4 separate regions of the Mus musculus genome follow, and all the other regions are linked to region 1. A link is a contact called in public Hi-C and promoter capture Hi-C data. All regions are on one chromosome and are shown on one strand. Each heading gives the region's core, a stretch centred on a gene start, on an enhancer-like site or on the middle of the called end of the contact. The rest is flanking DNA. Distances are from core to core; before and after follow the strand shown. Region 1 holds the start of Mab21l1 (mab-21-like 1). Region 2 overlaps Dclk1 (doublecortin-like kinase 1). Region 3 overlaps Dclk1 (doublecortin-like kinase 1). Region 4 overlaps Dclk1 (doublecortin-like kinase 1).

Evidence for each region. Promoter capture Hi-C pulls out the DNA fragments that hold promoters and counts their contacts. Hi-C and Micro-C count contacts between places; a contact is called where the count stands out from the background.
Region 2: a promoter capture Hi-C map of second pharyngeal arch cranial neural crest shows a contact between it and region 1, with 5 times the contacts expected there. The contact joins the enhancer-like site here to the promoter of Mab21l1 in region 1. A contact is called at or near these places in 8 of 39 promoter capture datasets (the 3T3-L1 cell line, 3T3-L1-derived adipocytes, cranial neural crest and 5 more), 2 of 15 datasets of contacts at CTCF or cohesin (both in the NIH/3T3 cell line), 2 of 484 Hi-C or Micro-C datasets (brain and cerebellar granule neurons), 8 of 115 datasets of contacts at active chromatin or transcription factors (the NIH/3T3 cell line, craniofacial prominence, embryonic hindbrain and 5 more) and 1 of 9 other capture datasets (adipose tissue).
Region 3: a contact with region 1 is called in a Hi-C map of Th1 cells, with 2.5 times the contacts expected there. The contact joins the enhancer-like site here to the promoter of Mab21l1 in region 1. A contact is called at or near these places in 5 of 39 promoter capture datasets (the 3T3-L1 cell line, cranial neural crest, embryonic stem cells and 2 more), 1 of 484 Hi-C or Micro-C datasets (Th1 cells) and 4 of 115 datasets of contacts at active chromatin or transcription factors (craniofacial prominence, embryonic hindbrain, embryonic limb bud and 1 more).
Region 4: a contact with region 1 is called in a promoter capture Hi-C map of maxillary cranial neural crest, with 5 times the contacts expected there. The contact joins the enhancer-like site here to the promoter of Mab21l1 in region 1. A contact is called at or near these places in 8 of 39 promoter capture datasets (the 3T3-L1 cell line, 3T3-L1-derived adipocytes, cranial neural crest and 5 more), 1 of 15 datasets of contacts at CTCF or cohesin (the NIH/3T3 cell line), 1 of 484 Hi-C or Micro-C datasets (Th1 cells), 7 of 115 datasets of contacts at active chromatin or transcription factors (craniofacial prominence, embryonic forebrain, embryonic hindbrain and 4 more) and 1 of 9 other capture datasets (embryonic stem cells).

Annotation. Positions count from the first base shown.
Region 1 is chr3:55,781,158-55,783,857 of GRCm38.p6, forward strand. It overlaps Mab21l1 (mab-21-like 1), which reads left to right and starts at 1,353. Exons shown (of 1, transcript NM_010750.3): 1 at 1,353-2,700. The coding sequence starts at 1,837. The region is part of intron 41 of Nbea (neurobeachin); the gene reads right to left.
Region 2 is chr3:55,471,992-55,474,691 of GRCm38.p6, forward strand. The region is part of intron 6 of Dclk1 (doublecortin-like kinase 1); the gene reads left to right. It overlaps Gm31443 (a long non-coding RNA gene), which reads right to left. Exons shown (of 2, transcript XR_003954477.1): 2 at 1-2,700. Among named protein-coding and RNA genes, the nearest start is that of Gm31443, 9.8 kb to the right of the region's middle. Within about 2 kb of position 1,425, at least 6 of the 459 cell types and tissues checked have an H3K27ac peak or open chromatin away from gene starts, as enhancers often do. A contact at or near this core is called in second pharyngeal arch cranial neural crest, where this site is marked.
Region 3 is chr3:55,418,108-55,420,807 of GRCm38.p6, forward strand. All of the region lies in intron 4 of Dclk1 (doublecortin-like kinase 1), which reads left to right. Among named protein-coding and RNA genes, the nearest start is that of Gm9831, 16 kb to the left of the region's middle. Within about 2 kb of position 1,329, at least 16 of the 459 cell types and tissues checked have an H3K27ac peak or open chromatin away from gene starts, as enhancers often do. A contact at or near this core is called in Th1 cells, where this site is marked.
Region 4 is chr3:55,350,506-55,353,205 of GRCm38.p6, forward strand. All of the region lies in intron 3 of Dclk1 (doublecortin-like kinase 1), which reads left to right. Among named protein-coding and RNA genes, the nearest start is that of Gm25132, 47 kb to the left of the region's middle. Within about 2 kb of position 1,431, at least 70 of the 459 cell types and tissues checked have an H3K27ac peak or open chromatin away from gene starts, as enhancers often do. A contact at or near this core is called in embryonic forebrain, where this site is marked.

The DNA.
Region 1 (2,700 bases), core at 103-2,602:
CATTAACAGTGCGTACACAGGTGCTACCATACCCGGGCACTGAAAATTCTCTTAATTTGAAATTAACAGAACTTTGTACTAAAGGCAGAGAACTGAAAACTACGACATAAGCCCTAACTACCCTATCTTTAGTTCATGTGCACTGAGGACTCAACTGGTCATGGTACTGGAAGGAAGAGCGACCTATAAAACCCTCCCTAGGGTTCCAAAATCCAAAAGCTCCTCAGGTTCCAAAAAGAAAAGCTCATTTCTTTGAAATTTCCAAGATGAAACTTAAATAAATAATAAAAATCCCTAACCTGAATGGTTACAAATTATTTTTTTTGGAAGCCATTAGCCATTTTCTCATAATCAAATTATTACATCCCATAAGATTAGGAACCTACTGTTGGTCACCACTGAGGGTTTCTGAGGTGGAAGATCCATCTTTAAGCCTGCAGGGGCAAACAAACTGTAATGGCCACACCTTCCAGTGCCAAGCAAGCTCATCTCTGTGAATTCTCTAGATCCTTCTCTACAAGACAGCTCACTATGAGATGGCACTCAAGCTTTCTCTAAATCTCAGAAAACACCTTCAGGAAGTGTTTCCACTACAGCATACAGCCCTATCTGCTGTCTGGTATTTCAGCACTGGCCAATCTAGCTACAGACAAGGGAAACTGCAAACAGGTGAACTTGTTTTAATTAAAAGGCTCCATTTTTAGTTGGGTAGATATCATCGACTCCGTTGAGCAATACTTCTTAAATTCCTCTCAGCAAATGCAAATGGGGAAAACCTAGGTTAAAAAGAGAAGAGACTCTGCCTAAGGTTTGGAAACATTCTGACTGCGAACACGAACACGAGTGAAGACTAAAGAACTCCCCCAGCTGAAGCCAGCAGTCAGTCAGTAAGCAAAGTTCTAACTTGCACTAAAAAGACCCCAGGGATTAACGGGCATTAATTACCTTACTCTAAATGCAAGTTAGTGACTTTGTTCTAGAAGCCCCTTTGACTTCGCTAATTGGTGGATGACCATTAGTACAACTGGATAGCTCATCAGAGGTGAACAGACAAGTGGGCTTTTCAGCAAAGAGAACCACTTGTCTTCACCAAGTCTTTTCCAAATGTCAATATGCTTCAAGTTATACCAAAGCTGGGAGATTTCATCTTGCTTTTCAACCTGTCTAGGTGGCCTGGGTGGGTTTCTGCCGGCAGCAGTTTCCTACCTTTGGTTTCTATGCTTCTATCCACGAGGGGGGATTAATTAGCCGGGCTGAAGCTGGAGGAGGCTGTCGTGACGAGCCCAGTGGCGATTGGCCGCCCGCCTGCCTGGCCCTGCCTTTATAATTTCCACACGAGTGCATCTGGGCTCTTACACAAACCAACAGCAGCTTCTTCTGACAGACACACACTCACCCCCGACGCACACTCTGCACACTTTTCCTCTACCTGATTAACAGTCCTGCACACACCATGATTACGGGAAAACGTAAATAAATACGGAAAGGGGTGATTATTTTGACTACTGGAAGAGCTTTGCTGGGTCTCAGCATAACTTTTGTTTTTATTACCGAGAAGGTGCTCTCTCCACGCGTCTCTCTCTGACACGGATTCTTTAGCGGAGGGGAGAAAAGGGGAGAGCTCAGCCTTTCACTTTAAGACCCGCTAGTCTCGAGCGGGGGAAAAAAGGCCAGCAGGGCAGGGCGGCCCCCTGCTGCAGCTAGTCCGAGAGAGGCTCGGTGCCTTTTGAGCGTGGTCCCCTTTCTCCACCGAAGTTGGCTCCAGCGCTAGCAGCCGCATTGGATCCCACAGCCTATTGCGAGACTCCGGTGTACAATCCGGATCTCTGCCCCAACATGATCGCGGCCCAGGCCAAGCTGGTCTACCACCTGAATAAGTACTACAACGAGAAATGCCAGGCCAGGAAAGCTGCCATCGCCAAAACCATCCGGGAAGTCTGCAAAGTGGTCTCCGACGTCCTGAAGGAGGTTGAAGTGCAGGAACCGCGTTTCATCAGCTCCCTCAATGAGATGGACAACCGCTACGAGGGCCTGGAGGTTATCTCTCCCACCGAGTTCGAGGTGGTACTCTATCTGAACCAGATGGGGGTGTTTAACTTCGTGGACGACGGCTCCCTGCCTGGCTGTGCGGTGCTGAAACTGAGCGATGGGCGCAAGAGGAGCATGTCCCTCTGGGTGGAATTCATCACCGCCTCTGGCTACCTCTCGGCACGCAAAATCCGTTCCAGGTTTCAGACACTGGTGGCTCAGGCGGTGGACAAGTGTAGCTACAGAGATGTAGTAAAGATGGTGGCTGACACGAGCGAAGTGAAACTGAGAATCCGAGATAGGTATGTGGTGCAGATCACCCCGGCCTTTAAATGCACCGGGATTTGGCCGCGGAGTGCTGCCCACTGGCCGCTTCCCCACATCCCCTGGCCAGGACCCAACCGGGTGGCAGAGGTTAAGGCTGAAGGGTTCAATTTGTTGTCCAAGGAGTGCCACTCCCTGGCCGGCAAGCAGAGTTCGGCTGAGAGCGATGCTTGGGTGCTGCAGTTTGCAGAGGCCGAGAACAGACTGCAGATGGGGGGCTGCAGGAAGAAATGCCTCTCTATCCTGAAAACCCTGCGTGATCGCCACCTGGAGTTGCCAGGCCAGCCCCTGAACAACTACCACATGAAGACTCTGGTGTCCTACGAGTGCGAGAAGCATCCTCGAGAG
Region 2 (2,700 bases), core at 175-2,674, 310 kb before region 1:
AAATTCAATCAGTAACCATAACTATAATGATAAACCTAGAGGGAATTTCCCAAATTTATGATTCCAAAGTGCGTTCATACTTTCTTCATGTAGCAGAGATTAAATGAAGTAGGTTCCTGGGAGAGCCACAAGCTCTCCTCCTTAAAGACTACAAACTTGGCCTAAGGAGTAACTTTCTACAAGAATGACTCTAACCCTTGGGGTACGGAGTTGACTCCCTTAGCCCCCTCCAAACTATGAGTTTGTGTGAGTAGCTCATGGACAGGGGCTTTGGCTGTACAGTGTAATGGGCTCTGGACAGGTGTAGAGATCTTTGCCTAAGCATTTTAAGCAGAGGCAAAGGAGATGACTTGGTATATCCAAGATTGAACTGTAAACACATTCTTTCACTTTTGAAATCTTAGCTCCCATGGTCTTTCTAGCAAATATATAATCTAAGATCTACATTTTCATGTGTTCCTCCTATCAGCAGACCAATTCCCGAGTAATAATTCCTCAGCCTTTTAAATAGCTTGACTGAATCTTTATGGATTTTTAAATATCCTTAGTCATTAATTTGATTGTGTATTTCATAGTTTATTTAAGCTGAACCCCACTATCAAGAATGTAGACAGAGCCTGTCTTATTTCCAAGAGTGCGCCACTATTATTCTTTGCCAATTGGTGCCTCAGCCTTCTCTCTTTAACCACTCAGGGAGTAAATAAATGCATGGTTTTTCTATATCTCATGAACTCATACTAGTCTCCAATGTCCCACATGGACAGTAGTGTTTTAAACATCAATACATTGGGTTGTCTTCAAATTCTCTGTAGACCTAACATCAAGATTCCCCAGACAATGGTTAGCCTGTGAAGCATTTATTCCATATATTTCCTTTACAAAGATAATTCAGAAATCGAACAAGGGTGAGCACACTTGGTTTCTTGGTTCTATTCAACCCCTTTCACATCAAAGAATTGTCCGTCAAGGCAGATTGTGGAGATGGTACCATTACCCAGCCAAAGCTTGGTTATGTGACAGATTTGTCTACACTGCTTGAGTCAATTGTATTGATTGGATATTTTCCAAATCTCAATGCAGTGTGGACTCCAGCTGAGTGACAACATTCATTCAGATGGCATCAGTAACTCATAACATTTAAAAATGGACTGTTTCTTTGACCGCATGGCCGTCAGCTACATCTTGGTAAAATGTGGTCAGAGCTGTTAGCTCAGCTTTCTCACTTACTTCAAAAAGTATGCACCGTCTGTCCCCATCTGTTATGTGATCCCAGGCTAAACCACTGTGCATGCGGTGTGTTCTTGCTCTGCAGGGCAGTGCTTTTAGGAAGGTGTTCTGTAAAAGCCTCCAGGTGTCAGCAACCTGCCCAAATGGTTCCCATTAAATCTGCTGGGAGGTGACAACATCTCAAATGTCAAGGCACCTCTCTGAGCAGCTAATTGTGTTAAATTCTAAAATAACCACGTGTTTGGCTCTTATAGGCCCAGATGCCTTCCAGTTAGCAAACTAACTGAAATCGCCATAAAGTCTCACCAGTGTGGACCTTCTACAGAGATTTGTCTGCTTACAATGAAAGTAGGCATAACAACTTCATTTAGAAGCAATCTCATGAATGCCTGTCAGTCAGTATGAAGGACTGGCTGATCTCATTAGGTCAGTTCTAAAGTGCTTGTTACTGTTTTCAAGCCAGACATGCAAATCAGAATCAAAATCTTCCAAGAGAGACAAGTGTGTAAGTATACCTGATCAGGTTATAACAACTACCACAGGGACCCATGCTGATTACTGTAGTGTAACCAGCTTAAACTTACCCACCCCACCCCCACTAGCTTCTACTCTTCTAACTGTTGGCCTGGCTACCTCCTCACCAGTGTACCCCAGATACTTGTTGTTTCTCCTGGCCACATGCTCACGGTATCTTCCCTCATGGCTGCTCCCTCCTTCTCCTCTTCTTTCTTCTTCTCCTCCTCCTGCCTTCTTTCCTCCCTTTTTTCTTTGTCTGTCTCTGTGTCTCTGTCTCTCTCAGTCTGTCTCTCTGTCTGTCTCTCTCTGTCTCTCTCTCTCTCTCTCTCTCTCTCTCTCTCTCTCTCTCTCTCTCTCTCTCTCTTGCTCTCCTCCACATCTCCTACCAGGTAACTCAAAACCCACCTACCTCTAATCTCTCCAGTAATTGGCTATAGCCAATTTTATCTAACCAATAGTATTAAATTAAGGAACAAGGTTTGCACAACAAAAGCTTATAAAAGTGAGAACTCACTTGTAGGCCTAGGCCTTCTGGTAAAGGATTTAGCATTGCAATACACAGCAACAGACCAAACCTCAGCAAATTACTAGAGTAGAGGAAGCAAAAGAAACGGAGTGGGTAATCAAAATCCAAAAAGTAACGGTAGGAGAAAAATGAATATAAAATAAACAAATACCATTGAGGATAGCATTTAACACAAAGAGTCAGTGTTTGGTTGATAAAAATCAACCTATCAAACAGGAAGATGGGTTAACCTCTTAGGCTGGTAAAATGTTAAAATTTGGCACCACAGAGAAGCCGCTGTGATCTTGAAGTGAATCAATTCTTTACTGGGCACAAAGCAGGTTGAAAGCTGATCAGAACACACTCAGCCAGTTACCTTAGTTTTGAGTAACAGGGTTAAAGAGAAGATTGACAGCTTGGATGTATCCCCAGGAGGGGGAAGAATCCCAGAT
Region 3 (2,700 bases), core at 79-2,578, 360 kb before region 1:
AACTACTTGTTCTGATGTCCCCTGCTTATATGCAGGTGTGCTCTATTCTCTTGTTTTACAGACGATCTTTTAATAAATAAAATATTTTTTCATCACAGTAACGATACTGGAGGTGTTGGGAAGGGTCCTAGGCTGACTCATGGCTCACCTGTTTAACTCACACTGAGCCTGGATCCCAGAGCCATGCCCTTGAATCTGGTGGTAAGAGGGGATGTACTGATGACTGAGACAATGGAACTTTAGTGATACGGAGTAGCTCTCTTCAAAGTGTCCCAGCCTCTGATGTCACCATCACCTTTTTGGGCTGCTTTAAGTCCTAAGGACTCCTCCCCACTGTTGTTAAACCAGTGCCAACCTGCCTTTCTCACAGCCACGGTTGTTTCCCTCTCTGGATAAGGAATCTTATTTATTCATCTTGTTTATTCCTCAGAGACAACTGAGCAAGGACAGGATATCAGTATCTTTCCCCTGCAGTTTCCGGGTCACGTTTTCATTCTTTATTGATAACTCCCCTTATCAGTGTCAAGACCAATTTGAAGCAAACTGGCACTAGCCGACCTAGGTTGTTCTCAACCTTGGTCAGAGAAGCTTCATTTTAGCAGTGGACAGCTGTCAGTAGGAGAGATACATGACTGATCAAAGTGGGAGAAGAAGGCACTGAGGTCTCAGCCCTAAATGGGACATCTATATTTAACCCACCGCCCTACACCTCTAAGACTCAGGGAACAAGTACAGAAAAAATGAAAATGCTGGAGGATGGGGAGGAGCACTATCCTCTGGGCGCAATGAGTCTATTGCCCGGCTTGGTTTCACATCGCCTATGGTAGCTAAGATCGAGTCAGCCAAAGCCAGGTGTAGCCAGTTTTGATCTCCAGGCCCCTCCCTATACTGAGATGCTGCTGGCAGTGGACAGTGCAAGGGGTAGGGAGAATCATTCTTTACTAAGTACAAACACTGGTAGCTTCACCATGCTCCAGTGGATGGCCCCACACCACGCACATGTGTGCAGCACTAGCTAGGCTAAAGGACATGACATTGGGAGCAGGGAATTATGGGAGAATGTGGGAGGAGATCGAGTGGGAAAATCAGGATAGGCAAGATTGTATTTCATTGTGTTCATGGATGAAATTTTCAGAAAGAAAAGAACATTATATTATTATTATTATTATTATTATTATTACTACTACTACTACTACAAAATGTGCCTCCTCACCTCCTCCACCTTGACTTTCGTACTCTATTTCCCAGAACACACTTCCTGGCACTTCAAATCCCCCTTCTTTGTCTGACTCTTTTGTTCTGAGAGGCAGGAGGGATGGAAACAGAAGAGCTATAACCACAAGTCTCCACCCAGCCAGCATTTAACCCTTTGCTAACCCAGCCCTTTCTCTTACCAGAACAACAAAGGCTAATCATCAACAGAAGCCCCCCCCCCCCTTTTTGAGACTTAGAAGGTTTCCCTACTAAAACCACTACTTCGTGAAGCCTTGCTGCTACTAAAAATGTCCTGTGGTATTTTGAGCCACTTGAAACGCTGTTTGATGTATATTTAGATTGGAGTATCCTTAGTGATGAAATACTCTGCTCCTCTGTGGCCTGTATGCATTCAGCTTTGAGCTCCTGAGAAACAAATGAAACTCAGGGCTTTTGTAGGGATTTATACCTACCAGGGAACATATTAAGATATATTTTAAGGCCCCTTTTGATGTCCAAACTACTGGAAAGAAACCAGCCACATGAATAAGTCCTAAGATCAAATACTCTATCAGATATAATTCACTAACTTTCACAGAACTGATATTGTGGGCTCTGTCTGCCTATGAATTTGTGAGCTGTTTGGTTTGGGGCAAATAGATCAGCAGTGGACTTATATTTTGAATAGAAATTATGTGTTCTGTGGTGTTTAGTAGTTTGTTATAAGGTACATTTCACTTTTTCTCCTGAGATCTTATTCTAAAACTGCTTTGAGAGGAGTAGAAAGTTTCCATTCTGAAGTCTGTGTGTGTGTGTGTGTGTGTGTGCACATGTGTAGAATGGTGGTTGTTTGTTTGTATGTGTAAATGTGTAATATATATATATATATACATATATATATACATACATACATATAGTATGTGTATATACATATATATATACATATATATATAAAGAATATGTGTTGGATACATGTTGGATGTATGTATATGTATGTAAAAGATCTGTATTGAGTTGTATTGCATGTGTATGTATGTATATGTGAGTTGTATATGTTTTGTGTATATGTTGTATGTATGTATGTATGTGTTTTTAGGGTGTGTATGCATTGTGTGCATGTATATAATATGTGTATGAGTTGCATATGTTTGTGTATTGTCTGATATGTGGTATGTTTATGTGTATTTTGTGTGTAGGGTGATATGTGGATTATGTATTTGGTCTGTGTGTGTAACTTCCAGCATTTTAGGTTGAAATCAGTCTGACTGCATTCACTACAATATCCTGTTACTTAGAACATATTAACGACTGTTTGGCTGACATGAGCCATATGGCACCAAAATGGCTCTTTATTATTAACTTAGACATTCATGAAGTAGATGGATGAAATAGGAGGAAATGGGGTAAAGATTTTTTAAGGGCCAAGAAGAAACCTATTAAATCCCAAATAATAGAGAAAACAACTGTTTTGAGACTAGAATATTCCCAGGCAAGTTTGCTATGCGG
Region 4 (2,700 bases), core at 181-2,680, 430 kb before region 1:
ATGTGGAGTTCTGTTTTTGTTTTCTGTGGTTGTTGGTTTTGCTCTGTTTTTGTTTTATCTAGCCCAGGCTGGCCCCAGTCTGGCTATACCTACCTTGAATACCTTGTAGCTAGCTAAAGTTAGGCAAATCACGAATTCCTGCTTGCCATTTTTTTCCCTGCTCCCTCCTGGGATTCCAAGCATAAACCACCACGCCTGCTTTATGTGGTATTAGGGATCCAACCCCAGCTTGTGCATGCCAGGGTCAACATTGGAGCCACATCCCGGCTCTGAGTATAACCTTTCTAAGGAAGGGCAATCCTGTTGTACTATTGTGGGTTGCTTGCTAAACTGTTTCTTCCTTGGAATATATTTAAATTTTTCTCTTTTCTTTTTGAGATTGTGATATCTCACAATTACAGAATTTTCCCTTCCAATCCCTCTCTCTGAACTGTAAACCTTCCAATGTACCCTCCCTTGCTCTCCTTCAAATCCATACCCTTTTAACTAGTTGTTATTACATGCATATATCTGCATATATTATGTATATATATATTTCCAAATATAACCTGTACTGTCTGTATAACATTTATATATATATATATATGTATTCATATACTCATTCCTAAATATAACCTGCACTGTCTGTATAACATTAATTTTTATTTTGAGGCAGGTATTGCTTGTAGAGTGAACACCTAAAGGTCTGCCCGTCTGCTAGTTAGCACTGTGTGCCTGCCAGAGGTGGGAAAAAGGAGGGTTGAGACCACAAAGACTCCAGGCCCCTTACAGCCGGTGTCTCTCTAGAACACAAGGCCAAAGCCCTCCCTTGCAGTGACATGAAAAAGGACCTGACAGGAAGTTACCAATGGCCAGTGCCAGGGAAAGTTGTCCCTTTGAGTAACTTCACCTTTGCTAATTGTCAAACGAAGTTTCTACATGTGGAAGAAGGAGGCTTCTTCTGTCGCCTTATGTGCTTCCCGGCCATTGACGCCTGGAACTCATTTGCCACTTCCTCAACGCTTGCTCTCCAGTTCACACTTACAGTGCTTCATTTCTCCATATTTTGTTTTGCACAGAGCACAGGAGCCAGTGTCAGCCTTTCTGAGGGCCTTGCCCATGTCACACCTGCTATTGTTGATCCTCCTAACCTGTGAGTCCCAGCGGAGGGCTAATCGGAGGGCTAATCCCCTTACCAGGGATGCTGTTTCCAGGGAGAAGCTGCTATCTGGTTCTGCACACCTCTAAGAAGAACAGCAGTGGAGCGGGATGAAGGGAAAGGGAAGCCACTGTCAGCCGCGCGCTGCATATGCACAAAGATGCGCAGGTCTCCCTAATTGCTGTTTTTATTTGCAGAGTTTCTATTTTAAGCACACACACTCACATGTGGGTTGACAGGTACCAGCCAGTAATGGCTGTGTCTGTCTGTAGTGCCTGTGAATGCTTGTTTCCATGGTGACGAGAGGCACTGCAGAGACAGGATTATGGTGCTTCTGGGAGCAGGGTGCTGCCACAGGAGGCCTTCTGGGTTCTGGGGTGTGTGTGTTTGCCTCTGTGTGTGTGTGTGTGTGTGTGTGTGTGTGTGTGTGTGTGTGTGTGTGTGTGGTGTGGTGTGTTAGGGTAGCTTGCAGCTGTAAAAACCAAAGGGACAGGGAATGGGGGAGGTAGGAGAGGAAGGCAAAGCTTGAATGTTAGAGAAGTCTAGGGAGGGAGGAGAGCTGGGTCAGGATAATTCTAGAAAATAGAAGAAAAGAACTATGAATAGAAACGAGAAAGGCACACAACAAAACCCCCTCCTCTCTGCCAGATATCCCCCCCTGGGACTCGAAAGGCTTCTGGTGGCAGAACACAGATGACAAAGAAAAAGGATTTGGAAAGCAGAGGTGGTTGGACTTCCTAATTTTCTGGAATTCTAGGGTAATACTGTGCCACCCCCTCGTCCTCCTCAGCGTTGCGGCTGGAGGAGAGACAGAGTGTCTCCCATCCACCTCGAGATGCCGAGGTCTTAGGTCATGTGAGGCTGTTGATTATCCCCCAGGCTCTGTTCAGCTCGGACCCAGGATGAAGACCACCCAGAGCCGGCTCACAACCATGCCGTCTGGTCTGAGGGGATGACTAAACGGTGGCCCAGTTTCGGCTGCCAACGTCTTTCAGAGGCCATGAGAGGACGCCAGCCCGGTTCGGTCTATGCTGTTCTTTGTCAGACTCTTTGATGACTAAAGATGTTTCTGAGCTAAAAGTCAGGCACCTCTCCAAGGGCCATGGACAAAGGGAACCTCCCAAGATGGTTCTGTAGTCACTAGTTACGAACGGTGTTGGCTCCCTGGTTCCGGCCTGGCACTAGTGACACCCAGTCATCGCACATGGAGTTTTCTCACGGAGTAGCTTGTCCTAATGGTGGTGATTGGTGACATTTTATAAACTCAAGGCCCAAGGATGTTGGATAGTAGAGGAGATCGAGTAAGCCAGATGGCTGGAGCCAATGCTGTCGTTTACAGCCCCTAGTTTCCTCTTGAGTGCAAATCCTTCATCTGAACTCTGCTTGTAAAGAACTGTGAAATGCCCAGGAGATGCAGCCTATGTTTGGCTGTTCTTGGTCCATGCAGAGCTCTAGTTTCCGGATATCTGACTCTGTCTTCTGGCATCCATGAGCACTGCAGACATACGGTACACTTAGATCCGTACAGGCAAGCAAGCCTATGAGTAAAATAAAAATAAATA